Linked DNA regions of Zea mays: region 2 is linked to region 1. Evidence: chromatin contacts called from public Hi-C data. All regions are on one chromosome and are shown on one strand. The core of a region is the stretch at or near the end of the contact, and the rest is flanking DNA. Distances in the headings are between cores, read along the strand shown. Region 1 holds the start of LOC100501220. Region 2 has its middle 18 kb from the start of LOC103637910.

Evidence for each region. A called contact is a pair of places that touch in the nucleus more often than the background predicts.
Region 2: a Hi-C map of ear shows a contact between it and region 1, with 3 times the contacts expected there. The contact joins the enhancer-like site here to the promoter of LOC100501220 in region 1. A contact is called at or near these places in 6 of 25 Hi-C or Micro-C datasets (bundle sheath, ear, endosperm and 3 more).

What each region holds. Positions count from the first base shown.
Region 1 is chr9:10,992,683-10,999,076 of Zm-B73-REFERENCE-NAM-5.0, forward strand. LOC100501220 reads right to left here and starts at 3,771. Exons shown (of 11, transcript NM_001362590.1): 1 at 3,431-3,771; 2 at 2,849-2,892; 3 at 1,947-2,070; 4 at 1,582-1,696; 5 at 267-781. The coding sequence starts at 3,629. It overlaps LOC100274827 (1-aminocyclopropane-1-carboxylate oxidase 1), which reads left to right and starts at 6,214. Exons shown (of 4, transcript NM_001149096.1): 1 at 6,214-6,394.
Region 2 is chr9:11,074,974-11,081,367 of Zm-B73-REFERENCE-NAM-5.0, forward strand. No RefSeq gene overlaps it. Among protein-coding and RNA genes, the nearest start is that of LOC103637910, 18 kb to the right of the region's middle. Within about 2 kb of position 3,693, at least 17 of the 20 cell types and tissues checked have an H3K27ac peak or open chromatin away from gene starts, as enhancers often do. A contact at or near this core is called in bundle sheath, ear, endosperm and 2 more, where this site is marked.

The sequences.
Region 1 (6,394 bases), core at 2,521-5,020:
AAAGCACAATCTAAATTATATATATTTTTCACAAAAACCATTAGGGTTTGTTTGGTTGATCCCCAATCCAAGAGGATTGGAGAGGATTGAAGGGGGCTGAGGAGGATTTTGACTTGTAGGGAATTGAATCCACCTCAATGCCCTCCAATCCCCTGGGATTAACTGAACATGCCCTTACAGAGTTGCTGCTGACAAAAACTAACATTTTGATATGAACTCTTCTGATGACAAAAAAATAAAGCTTAGACATCACTGCCAGATGATACCTTTTTGGTTGCTAGTAGAACCCTGGTGATATCTGTTGGTGTTTTGTGCAACAAAAGATCTAACAGTGGGCCTTCCACGAAACATTGTATCAGGTCTCTGGTTTTGTTGAATGTTTCTAGACATGAAAGCTGAGTAACGCCCAGATGCCCCTACTGAGGTAAAACTCCCCCTCTGAATATTTGCATAAGAACCACTTGGTGCATGCATCTGAGAACCCGAACGGGCAGCAAATTGCCTAGTAGAATTAACAACTCCAACATGACGTTGAGCAGGTCCAACAGTTCCACCGGCAATTCTAACATTGGCTGACCCATGAGCTGGGTCAGAACCTGGAAAGTGCTGCTCATTCTGAGGGTTCTTCAAATATGGCTTCACATGCTTCTCTGTAGTACCTTGAGCATCCCTCTTCCCTTGGGTTGTGTCAGAGTTGGAGTTCTGCATAGCATTTTGATGTGTGATCTGGTCACCTGAGGTTGTAGCAGGTGAGCGGTTTCGACCAGACTGAACAAGAGTACTGAACATAGACAATCCAGTAAGGAAAGTATTAGTTTGATTATAATAAGATGTTCATGCAAAACAATTGACAAAAATTTGAAGATAGCAACTTTCATAATTGTATTTTAGACATTTGATCAGTGTATTACAGCTCTGGAACCTAGCTGCAAATGAACAACAAAATGGCCATAGCAAACATATATAAAACTAAAGTCGTAGAAAACACAGAATTCAGTCAATGCAGCTACCTGCATGCATGGAACATTTACCTCAACAAATGTACCCTGCAATTTCATAGGATTTGTTCGTGTACCATAGGCACGGAACAAAGAAACATCAAACCTAGAGCATTTAATCATTTTTACATTATTAAATTAGGGGGTGTTTGGGATGGCTCTAGGGTCCAGCTCCAGTATGGAGCTGTATTTTTAATATCAATCTAAGTAGTTTTAAAAAATATTTTTAATCTAAATAATAAACAAAAAGACTTATCTAAATGTCTTCTAAAGGCTTACAACTCCAGCTCCACGATTTTCTAGAGCACCTAATGACCTGCTTCACTAACTCCACCAAATTTTCTAGAGCTGGAGCTGTCCCAAACAGCGCCTTAGAGTTTGATAGAGGAGGCGATGTGATGCCTACACTCGATGAGATAACCTTAGCTATACAGAATATTAGGAAGTTGAATAAGTGCTTGATAGCTGCATTATACTCAGAATACAACTTAACCAGAACTACAAAATGATGACAAGATTGTTTGACATACAAATGAATGCATGGTACAGTAAGAGCAGTGGCAGAATTTGTCACAAACAATACCTCCTATCAGACATTTGTACATTTGCTGAACCTTTGTGTCCTAATTCTGGTCTGTTCTCCACCACACCATGTTGAAATCTGTTGTCCCTCACAACCCGAAATTCACGAGTAGGGCCTACATCAAGCAATCAGTTAACAATCAGGTGGAAACTGCTAGTTACACAACCAAAATATTGCACATATGTCACACAATATGTGAAAACTGCAGAAGCTTATAGTATGTCATGGGAAGCCAAGAACAAAGACAAGAAAGCTGGAGACAAACAATGTTGCCATGGAAAACAGGAAGCTATATATTTCATCATTGTCTAGAAGCATATCTACATAAGATCAGAATTACAGATGGTGGCCCTCAATTATGTTACCTGACATCTGACCCTGCTTGGGAGTTCTTTGATCATTTTCCATCTTTTGTGTATGTGGCTTCATCCATTGTGAGTTTTGCTCAACTTGTGCAGTGCTATCAGCAAAGCTCTTCTGGCCAGCACTCTAACAATGCAATAGTTTTTTCAGTGCAACGAAATAAAAGAATAGCAATGTATGATTTTCAGCATTACAGAAGCTTCATAACATGCATTACACACTTCAACAAAGAACCAATAAACCTAACATGTTTCCTCAATTGATAGAGAATTAATTTCGTTTCTTCACACCCAATTCCAGAAGCTCGCACACAAGGTAGGGTCAGGGGATGACAAGGAAAAAAGTGAGACATAGGAACACATAAGAGCAAATAAAGTGTTGTGGAATGCATGTCTTGTGCAGAAGCAGTGTGTGTGTCTACTCCTACTCCCTCAGTTCCAAATTGTAAGTTGTTTTAGCTTTTATTTCGTTTCTTCACACCCAATGCCAGAAGCTCGCACACAAGGTAGGGTCAGGGGATGACAAGGAAAAAAGTGAGAGGAACACATAAGAGCAAATAAAATGTTGTGGAATGCATGTCTTGTGCAGAAGCAGTGTGCGTGTCTACTCCTACTCCCTCAGTTCCAAATTGTAAGTTGTTTTAGCTTTGTCCTGAGTCAAACTTGCATCTAGTATTTGGAATTTGGAGGCCAGGTTTTCTTTTGCTAGCCTATTGAGTGACTATACGCAATTTAAGGACATAGAACTCCAAACGTTCCTTTTTGCTTTAGATTGTTTCAGAACATCACAAAAAGCTTAACATTGCAAGAAGAATATGTATAAGTATGCTATAAATAAAAAGAAACAACTCTAGATTTAATCATTCATCGTTCACTGAAAATGTACCCAAACAGAAAATGTATACCTCCTTCTTCTTGTCCCTTTTTCTTTTTACTTCATGAAATGGATCTGCAAGTACAAAAGGTACAAACAATGACGAATTACAATCACAAAGAAAACATGAGAAGATTTACTAGTAAGGCAATATATATTGCAAACAATGGCATCAAGCTGATCATAAAGAGATAGTTAGAACCCACGTGCTGCAAGCAATAGTAAGCACTGCCTTTTACAAATTTACAACATAGAATAGAACACGAAAATACAAGTAGCCCGGACAAATGTTAACAATTTGACCCTGCAAGAATATCATTGATATATATGGACATCATTGGCTAATCAAAATCACGAACCTCGTGATAGTATCATTAATCAATATCGATAATAACCATTAAACGGTGACCCACCCTAGCAGAGCCACCCCAAATATCCATAGCTCGAAAACCCTAGACCCGACGCGGCGATCCCCTGCGCCGGCACGGGTGCAGCAGCAGAGCCGACCCAATGCGCTAGGCGAGAGCCCACAAAACCCTAGCTCCCAGAACGGTACGAGATCGACCGAGTCGAGGCGACCCAGATCGGGAGAATAGGGAAGATGCAAGGGGACCTTGGTTGAGCAGCTTCTGCGCCGTCTCGTTGGGGTCCATGTTGGATTCGCGGAGGGTGTCCAAGATGTCGGCGTCGGAGTGGCCGACGACGACCTCCTTGATCGATTGGATGGTCGACTGTATCGCCGTGGTGGTTGTGGGAGAGCGCGCCGCCCCCGCCCTGTCGGAGCCGCGTGCCCCGCCGCCGCCGCCAGCCATGCCCGCCGCGAGAGGGGAGATCGCCCAAACGCGCGCTAGGACGGGGGAGCGGGTGGTGGTGGAGGCGCTCGCGATCGCCGCCGGAATCGCATCAAACGACACGAGGCCCTGGGTTTCGGGGGAGAGTGGGTCTGGGTTTTGGTTTGGTCGGAGTGGTTGGGGGCGGCCGGGCTCGGTGGGTGCGTGGTTTTCCAAGGGAAGGGGAAAATTGAGCTTGCTCTTTGAGTCAGGTGTCACACTCGTGAGCTTTGGGCGCGTTAACGTCTAGGTTGGCTAACGTCTAGGTTTGGGCGCGTTAATTGTCATCCTGGTCGAACCTGGTGCCTGGTTAACGTCTAGGTTGGTTATCTCAACTGTTCCATAGAGATGCTAAGCTTAAATTCTACTCCCTCCGTTTCTTTTTATTAGTCGCTGGATAGTGCAATTTTGTACTATCCAGCGACTAATAAAAAGAAACGGAGGGAGTATTAAAGTTTATTATATTTTGATGTAATCATGTTGTAAATAGTATATAATTTTACCATATCGTGTATTAAGTTGTAGTCGCCTTTAAACAAATTATAATAATTTATAATAGACAATAAATACATATTAATCCATCATTGAGAAAGACTAATGGTTGTACCAATAGAGCCTCACTATAGAGAAACGCTCATTTTTTTGTTTATCTTGGGAGCTAGGCCTAGAGATAATTTTTGCATCTGCAGAGGCTGGCCACGCAACCAAACACGTGGAGATTGCATTCGGTGAACATGGTCAATGGCATATGCAGGCAACCAATACATTCATAATAGATTGAGAATTATATCCCCGTCAGTGGTGACCCCACCAATCGCCAATGCTTATGGAATCAAGCACCATGTCATATCTGGTTGTAGCAGGTGCAGGTCCTCGCCTCATTTTAGTGTCCGCGTCCGGCGATGGCTCTGGTTCTTTGCGCTTCCATAAGCCCCCCCACTCCTATTAGGCGCTTGCACTCACCGTCTGTGGTGGCTCACCGCTCTGCCCCTTCGTGCTTCCATAGACGGTTATGACCTCTTCAGTACTCTATCTAGATCTAGCTGCAGCAGGTGTCCTCCTCAATAGTCAATCGAGTTCACTCTGTTGTTTACGCGCCATGAAGCATCTTCTAAAGACACCGCTCCAACCACCCTATTTTACCTTATGATATCCAGTTCGTGTATCAAACCATGTCTATTACAACCGTCTTGACCACGATTTAAGATGGTAACCATTAGCGCCATGCCACAAACTCATGAATTAGTGCATGAGCTTCACCTACCTCACACCTTCAAAAGTAGCAGCTCAACTTTGTGTTGCTTGGTTCCTAACTCGCACACATGAAAGGCACATCGTTTCTTTCATTTTTTCCCGTTGTTTGGCTATCCTCGATCTCTGTTGTCACCTCACCCATCCTCGGTTTGTGTCTGGCATTCCTTGTCCTTGCTCCAAGGATGAAGCATCAAAAAGGAGAAGGTGTCGTCGTTGTACGCTAGATGCTCAGATCATCTTCGTCGGTGACGAGCACCCAACATGTATCGACTGATTAAGTGTACAACACACCAACATGGACAAGTTAGTTTGATATTAGTATGAGTATAGGTTCACTTGAAGGCAATTTGAAAGTTCTAAGTCCTAAAAAGCTAAAATGGAGGATAGAAAGTGTAACTTTGGGTAAAAGGGTAAAACAATGAGGTTTGAGTACTTAGATAAGTTTCATATGCCTAATACTATGTTTCTAGCACTTTTGTTTCATCTTAAACCCAATTCTGTGAGAAAAGCGCTTCTAGGACGTAATTTGAGCCAAAATGCAAATCCTGGTAAACTTTGGTGAAAAGGTGAGTTCCTCACACTTAGTCAATTTGATTATGTACTAACTATATTTGTCTAGTCGTAGGAAAGCTCAAAATAAAGTCCAAGTAAAATGGAATAAGATTTGGTAGAAAGGACTTATCTACTCAGGTCTAGTAGGAATAAAAACGGTCGGGATAAATTTCATTCTGTTTCGCATCGTTTTCTATATTTAACTCGATCGAAATCGTATTTTTTCGTACAAATTCAGAAATGGTACGAAAAATGGGATACTAAATTCGGAATCGGTACGAAACAGTTTGGGTGCATCCTGACCATTTTCGTTTATCCCGTATTTATGAGGGGTTATCTCGTTTTTGGCAACAAACCATTAACCAGCAAAGCACTATGTGAGCTCTTTTGGCCAGCCCAAATGACCATGCGTCCGTCTACAGGCCAGCCACGCACTCGCATTGAACATGTCAACACAAGCATCCAAGGCTCCAAGCTAGTAGTTTACAGCATGCTAGGCTCCTCACGCGATTCACACAGCCACAGAAGCACGCTAGCCCTAGAGATGCTATGAATTTTTACTAAGTTGTTGCCTATAAGTTTTTTTAAAAAAATGTTGTCATTATGGTATCTTGACTGTAATGTACTCATCTATTACTACTCTATAAGACGAAATTGTAGGCGTTCACAAGTGCACCGTGTTCTGCCCGTCCTCCCCTCGCGCAATCGCAGGAATCCCCGCCATCATCGCCTCTCGCGCACCTTCCTTCGACAACCTTCCATAGGAATCATCCATCGCGTCTGTGCTCCCCCTCGCGCAATCCTACCGCACTCGCCTCCCGAAATCGGCCGCCACGGCGCCTCACGCCATGGCTCCTGCCCAGCAGCTGCAGCTCCCTCCGCCTCCGGTGGTCTGGCACGCCGCCTCCTCGCCCAGATCCGTCCGTGGTCCGCCCCTCCGG
Region 2 (6,394 bases), core at 2,443-4,942, 82 kb after region 1:
AGTTTTGAAAATATTTTGATTTGCCAAAAAAGTGTTTTGACATAATGATAGGAAAATGAAATTGTTTTGCGAAATCAAACCAAGTGGTGGCAAAAAATGATCCAAATATGTCAAATCCTATGATAATTTAATTGGTTCTAAGTTTGACATCAATTTGCACTTTTTTAGCTCGCATTTGGATATGTTAGTTCATTTTGAGTTGCTTTTGATGTGTTGGCATGAATAAACAAAAAGGGGGAGATTGAAAGGGAAATGTGCCCTTGGGCCATTTCTATATTGTTTTGGTGATTAGATGCTCAACACATTTTGTTTAGACTAACATCATCTATTGTGAGAAATGAGCACATGTACTTAAAAGCAATTTGAGCTTGGGAGAAGGCAAAATAAAAAATATATATGGGACCAAGTGAAAAAGGCAAGCTCTGGACACTTAGTCAATTGTTTTGGGTACTAATCATATTTGTCTAAGTGCTAGTGACTTTATGAAGTCAAGTCAAAAGGAGCAAAAGAGAATAAGATTGAAAAGGGAGAAAATGGGCCTTCCAATTAGAGCTCCAACGACTCCTAGGTCCGTTGGGGCTATAAAATGGACCCCTAGGAGCATGGAGCACAACACCAAGCTCCAGTTGAACATTCTACAACGACGAGACATCGCATCCACGCCTTTGCTTTGCTGTTTTGGTTTCACTAAGTTATTTTAGACCAAGTTTGTTTTGTTAAGCTGTTTTTTACAGGATCACATATTCACCCCTATATGTGCTCTCACAATGTCGGTTTAAAACATTTCAGTTTACATGTCCTTGACACCCTTGTTTCTCGATGATTCATGAGCGATCATTTTATTTCGCACATCCTTTGTGGTCTCGTTGTTTCCTTATAACTTCCCTTGGTAATGAATTTTCACCTCAACTATTTTGTTGGAACCTTACTTACCTTACCCTTTTATTGTTCCCTTTACTTCGCCACTTTGTGAGTCTCGTCTTGACTCCGCCCTTTGTTGTGCTTATGCCTGTTATCACTTTTACTTTTGTCATCCCTTGATCTTTTACCTTGATGCTTATCATATGCTTGCTATTTAAAATTTCCCCTCTCCCATCTCAATTCGAGAGTGGTATTTTACTTATCCTGTCCCTTGGTCGTAACCTCATCTTTGCCGCATGCAAGTATTGTCTTAACTCAATTCTTTGTTGTACTCGTACCCTTGGTTCTTCTACACCTTTACCTCTTCTCTTACACTTTTGTCCATTATCGCATTTAACCCTTGTAATATCTATATATTTTACTTGATGTTTACTTTGAACTTACCCTTTAAAGCCTTCTCTTTTCCATCCTAGTCTGAGAGTGGTGTTTTACCTATCTGGCCCATGATTGTTTTCCTCTTATTTGTCGCCTTGAAAGTTTTGTATTAAGGGCATGTTTGGTTCACGGCTACCTGTGCCACACTTTGCCTAAGGTTAGTCATCCGAATTGAAGAACTAACCTTAGGCATGAAAAGTTAGGCAAAGTGTGGCAAGTTAGGCAGCACACCAAATAGGCCCTAACTCCATCATTTGTCATGTGTTTTTCATTTATCACCATTAACCCTTATCATCTCTCGATCTTTACCATCATGCTTATCACATACCTGCAATTTAAACCCTCCTCTCTCTCTCATTGTAGTTTGAGAGTGTTGTTTTACCTATCCCATCCTTGGTTGTTTCCCCTCCTGTGTCGCTTTGCAAGTCTTGCTTCAGTTCCATCCTTTGTCGTGCTTGTGCTCTTGTCTCATATGGTTTATTCTTCTCCTCATCTTTTGATGGCCTTAGAGTAGTTTTCCCCTTTTCAAGAAAGACCACCATTTAGTTAAAAAGAATGCGTACCAACGAGATGCTTGTTGTTGTGTGCTTGTGTTGTGGCTGATTTGGTTCTTTGTGATGAGTGTTAATGTGTGCTAATCTTTGGTCCACAACGACATCACTTTACTAGGTGAGTGCCATATATAGTTAGGTACTTGGTTCTCTTTCCATGCTCTCTCTCTTTAATGCATTTATGCTTACCTTTTTCTATCTATATCTTTTCCTCTTGCACCCGCTTAATTGGCAACCTCCAAAACAGTTCCTGAAGATAGCATCACAAGCGGTAATGAACGCAACGCAACCTCCAACTCCTTTTAATCAGTCGAGATCAGTGACGATAGCGTCTTCGTCAAGTGCATGGTAGCAATACTCCTATTAAGGGGGTTAGCAGTGGACCCAAATGATGATAATGCAATCAACCTCAACAAACAAGAACAAAGAGGCGCAGCGGAAGCGTGGTGGGCCCTGACCCACAGGTCCTAAGGTCCTCAAGAAGTCAACTCATCATTCATTTCATTTCACGATCCCAACAACAAGGATTTGTTGATCACAAACATCAGAAGGGCAAAGCAACAAGCTCACGAGTTAAGCTAGAAGAGTCAAAGTTGAATAGAAGAGGTTGTGAATAATCGATGAACCCACCTTGTTTTCTTACTAGCCTCTTCTTGAATTTCGGAGCGAGATTCTGTTAAGGATGTTAGGTTGTAACACCCTGAATTTTGGAGTATAATTTTTCCTCAATACTCAAAATTCAGGTGTTACCTTCACTTTCATCTCCCCTTTCTTTTTTTTCTAAATAGTGGTGAGTTATATTATATATAATTGTTAAGTTTAGCAAAATAAAATCTTAGAGGAGTTTTGATTGTCGCATCTTAGTATGGACCTCTATTTTTGTTTGATGATCCATTTAAACTCGTGAAACATGCTTGAATAAAAAACTAAAACTAAACTCAAATAGAAAAAAAGAAAGAAAGAATAAAATAAAGCCCAGCCCCTCCTCACGTCCGTCCCGCTAGGCCCTTTGGCCAATTCCTTCAGCCCAAATCGTGGCCTCCTCCTCACTCACTTCCAGATGGGACCAACCTGTCACCCTCTCCCCTTTCATCTTTCCCTAGCCTCTCCCACGTTTGCTCAAGGAAACAGCAGCACCGCACATGTTTCTTCTACCTACACTGCTGCCCGTGCCTCCGGACTAGGGATGGCAACGGGGAATTCCCCGTCGGGTTTTAGCTCCCCAAACCCGTTCCCGCGACAAAAAAATTCCCCATGGGGATCCTCATGAATGCTTGGGGGGACATTTATTCCCCATCCCCGTTCCCCACGGGGATAAATCCCCGTCGGGGATCCCATCCCCGCTTAAAGTATAATTAAATCGTACTTCATTTGTTATTAATGTAAAACATTGTCACTTATACACATTGTTAGATGTAAAAAAACATTATGTGCATGTTAAAATCAATGTATTTGTACAACGGGTAATCTCTTGGCAAGGTAATTATTTATTTTTATCATTAACTATTACATGAAAACATTGTCACATGTAAGTTTAACGGGTCCCCGCGGGAAACGTGGATGGGGAATGCTTCTCCAATCCCGTCCCCGTTTACCCGTCGGGGGAGAATTTTCCCCCGTTTACATCTCCGTGGGGGAAGAAACTTTCCCATCCCCATCCCCTAATAGAGGAATTCCCCGCGGGGAATCGGGGATCGGGTCCCCATTGCCATATCTACTCCGGACCCACACAACAGCCCAGCCCTACCGCGATCACGCGGACGCACGGAGCTCAGTGTCCCATACTCCCGTCCATGGGCCCATCCATCGGCTGAGCAGTGGGCCCCTGGCCCTGCCCATCAGCTAGGCTCATGAGCTCAGGCGCACGCGCGTCACCGCTCGCCCTGTGCACTGCATTGTAACCCCACCGGTCAGCACCACTGCCCCTGTTCATCTTTCCCGCATAACTGTCATGATGCACGCGCCCGAGCCCCAAAAGCCGGAATTGTCCAGTGCTATGCCCCCACGTTTAGGGATAAAAACGGGACAGATACAACTGAATACATGGTCATCTCGTATCCTACCTTAATATATTTCTCTCGGATACGGGACCGGATACGTGTAGTTAAGATTCAGGATGGATATAAGACGGGACCCGGTAATAATCCGGGCGGGTAAGAAACGGATAACGGATACTACTCGGGTAGGTACCAGATAATTGTCGGGTAGTTTGTCCCGATGATATTAATTGTCCAACCATCCAACAAATACATAAATTAAGTAATACATAATCGTGTATATGATAGATCAAATGTAGAAAAGGAAACCGATAAAATTGACATCATGCAGTTCAAAGTTACTAATCACGAGGACATTGTAGAACCAACACCACAATATTAAAAATTCATAAAATATTCTAGTTTCACTCAAAAGTTGCAAATAAGTTACAAAAACTAATAAACATTTTATACGAAGATAACTCAAGTCCTCATATGAAAATGATAAAGTAAAGTATTGATTATGCTGAAACTTGGATACTTACAGTGATTTCACATGTAACTCATACAAATAAGTGAAAGTGAAATGGAAGAAACGTGGGCATCTTATAAATCTTATGATCCAAACATTTTTTATGGTTATATATGGACATATGTTGTGCCTCCATAAAATTTCATGATTTTAGGCTATTTATACAACTATTGATTTCTTGTCATAGAAAATCATCAAAATACAATTAAATCCATAAAATAATGTAGCGTCACTCGAAAACTGCAAATAAGTTACCAATACTAATAAATAGTCTCCACAAAGATAACCTTAAGTTCCCACGTGGAGATAACATTAAGTCCCCCCACATAAAAATGATAAAATATATTAATTTGATATTAATTTGGACATTATTTCAATGATTTTGGCCTAAAGATATATTTAAACAAAAATTTGATGTACTACAAAGTTATAGATCTCTTCGAGCTCTACAATTTTCATATAAATTTTATCTTCATCCCATTTCATATGTAAAAGTTATAATTTTATAATTATATTATTATGCAGGAAATGAAAAACGGGTACCCGTATCCGACCCGACTATCTAGGTATTTACCGGGTAGTCCTCGCTCCGTATCCGACCCAAATCCGAAGCTTCAGTATCCAGGTATTAACCGTATCCGTCCCGAATATAAAAATATCTGAATCTGTATCCGAAAAAACGGGTATTTACACTATCCGTATCCGGTACCCGACCCGTTTTCACCCCTACCCATGTTCTTCTCTACGTAGTTTAGCCTATAGATGTCCAAATGGGCGGGTCATGCCGGCCCGGCCCGGATTGGCTAGCATGTCGTGATGTGCCGGTCCACGGGCTCCAAGCGAGGTCCAGACATGACCCGCTAGGTTAATAATCATGCTGGACCGGCCCACGGCCCGACGGGCCTAGGGGTGGATAACGAGCCAGCTCGACTCGGCTAGTTAAGGTAACGAGCCATAGAGTCAGCTCGGCTCGGCTCGTTTAGCTCGCGAGCCAGAGTAAAAAAAATAAAATGTAGATAATAATTATTTTTGGTTAATTTCAAACTAATTTAACAATAGAAAATAATAATTATACTTATAGTTTTACAAACCATGTCGATATAACACCAAATTAGCACAATTCATCACTCATTAATTCACAATTCACATACATGTTCAACAGTTTAACCCATAATTATATTTGTATAGACCAAATTAACACATATACATAGTTCATTAATCATTAGTTTAATTCATAGGCCATATACACCTCACATATATATATATAACATGTTCATCAATTATTCTGTAAATGATATGCATATATTTTCGTTTTGCTGGAATATGGTAGCTCGTTTAGCTCGCGAGCTGGCTGGTCAACGAACCGAGCTAGGATGTCAGCTCAGCTCGTGAAAAAATTCAAACGAGCCGATCTGAGCCAAGTCGAGCTGACCATGAATCGAGTGAGCCAGCGAGCCACGAGCATTTTGTCCAGCCCTAGACGCGGGCCTAACAGGCCCGTAACAACATATGACGTTTAAATGATAAAAATATTCTAAAATTATGCATTTTTGAGGGTTTAAACCATATTTATTAGCTCTAAACGTTTATTTACACCCACATAACCAACAAAAACACTTGTTTCTTATATTTTATACTCTATATTCAAGTATAATATACATACTTATATGAAAAATTAGAAAATAATAAAACCGGGCCGTGCCGGGCCTAGCCCGCCGTGCCACGCCTTCGGCCCAGGCACAACCCGTTGTGCGTCTCGCCGAGCCGTGCAGCTGCCTCGCCTCGCCGTCCTACGCCACGCGCTCATCGTGACAGCGCCATGCTCGCCTCGCTAACGCCACGCACATTAGCCAGAGCCCCATCGTGCTCGTCTCGACGGGCTCCAATCTTGCCTTCACGTCTCGTCGCCACCGGGTCTGCGTGCTCACGTGCGTAGCCACCCGCGTGTCTCACCGTCGTGCCTCCTCACCTCGCCGAAGCTTCGTCGCGTCGCACTCACTGCACGGTTCGCCATCGCCATGTCCTCGTCATGCACGTGT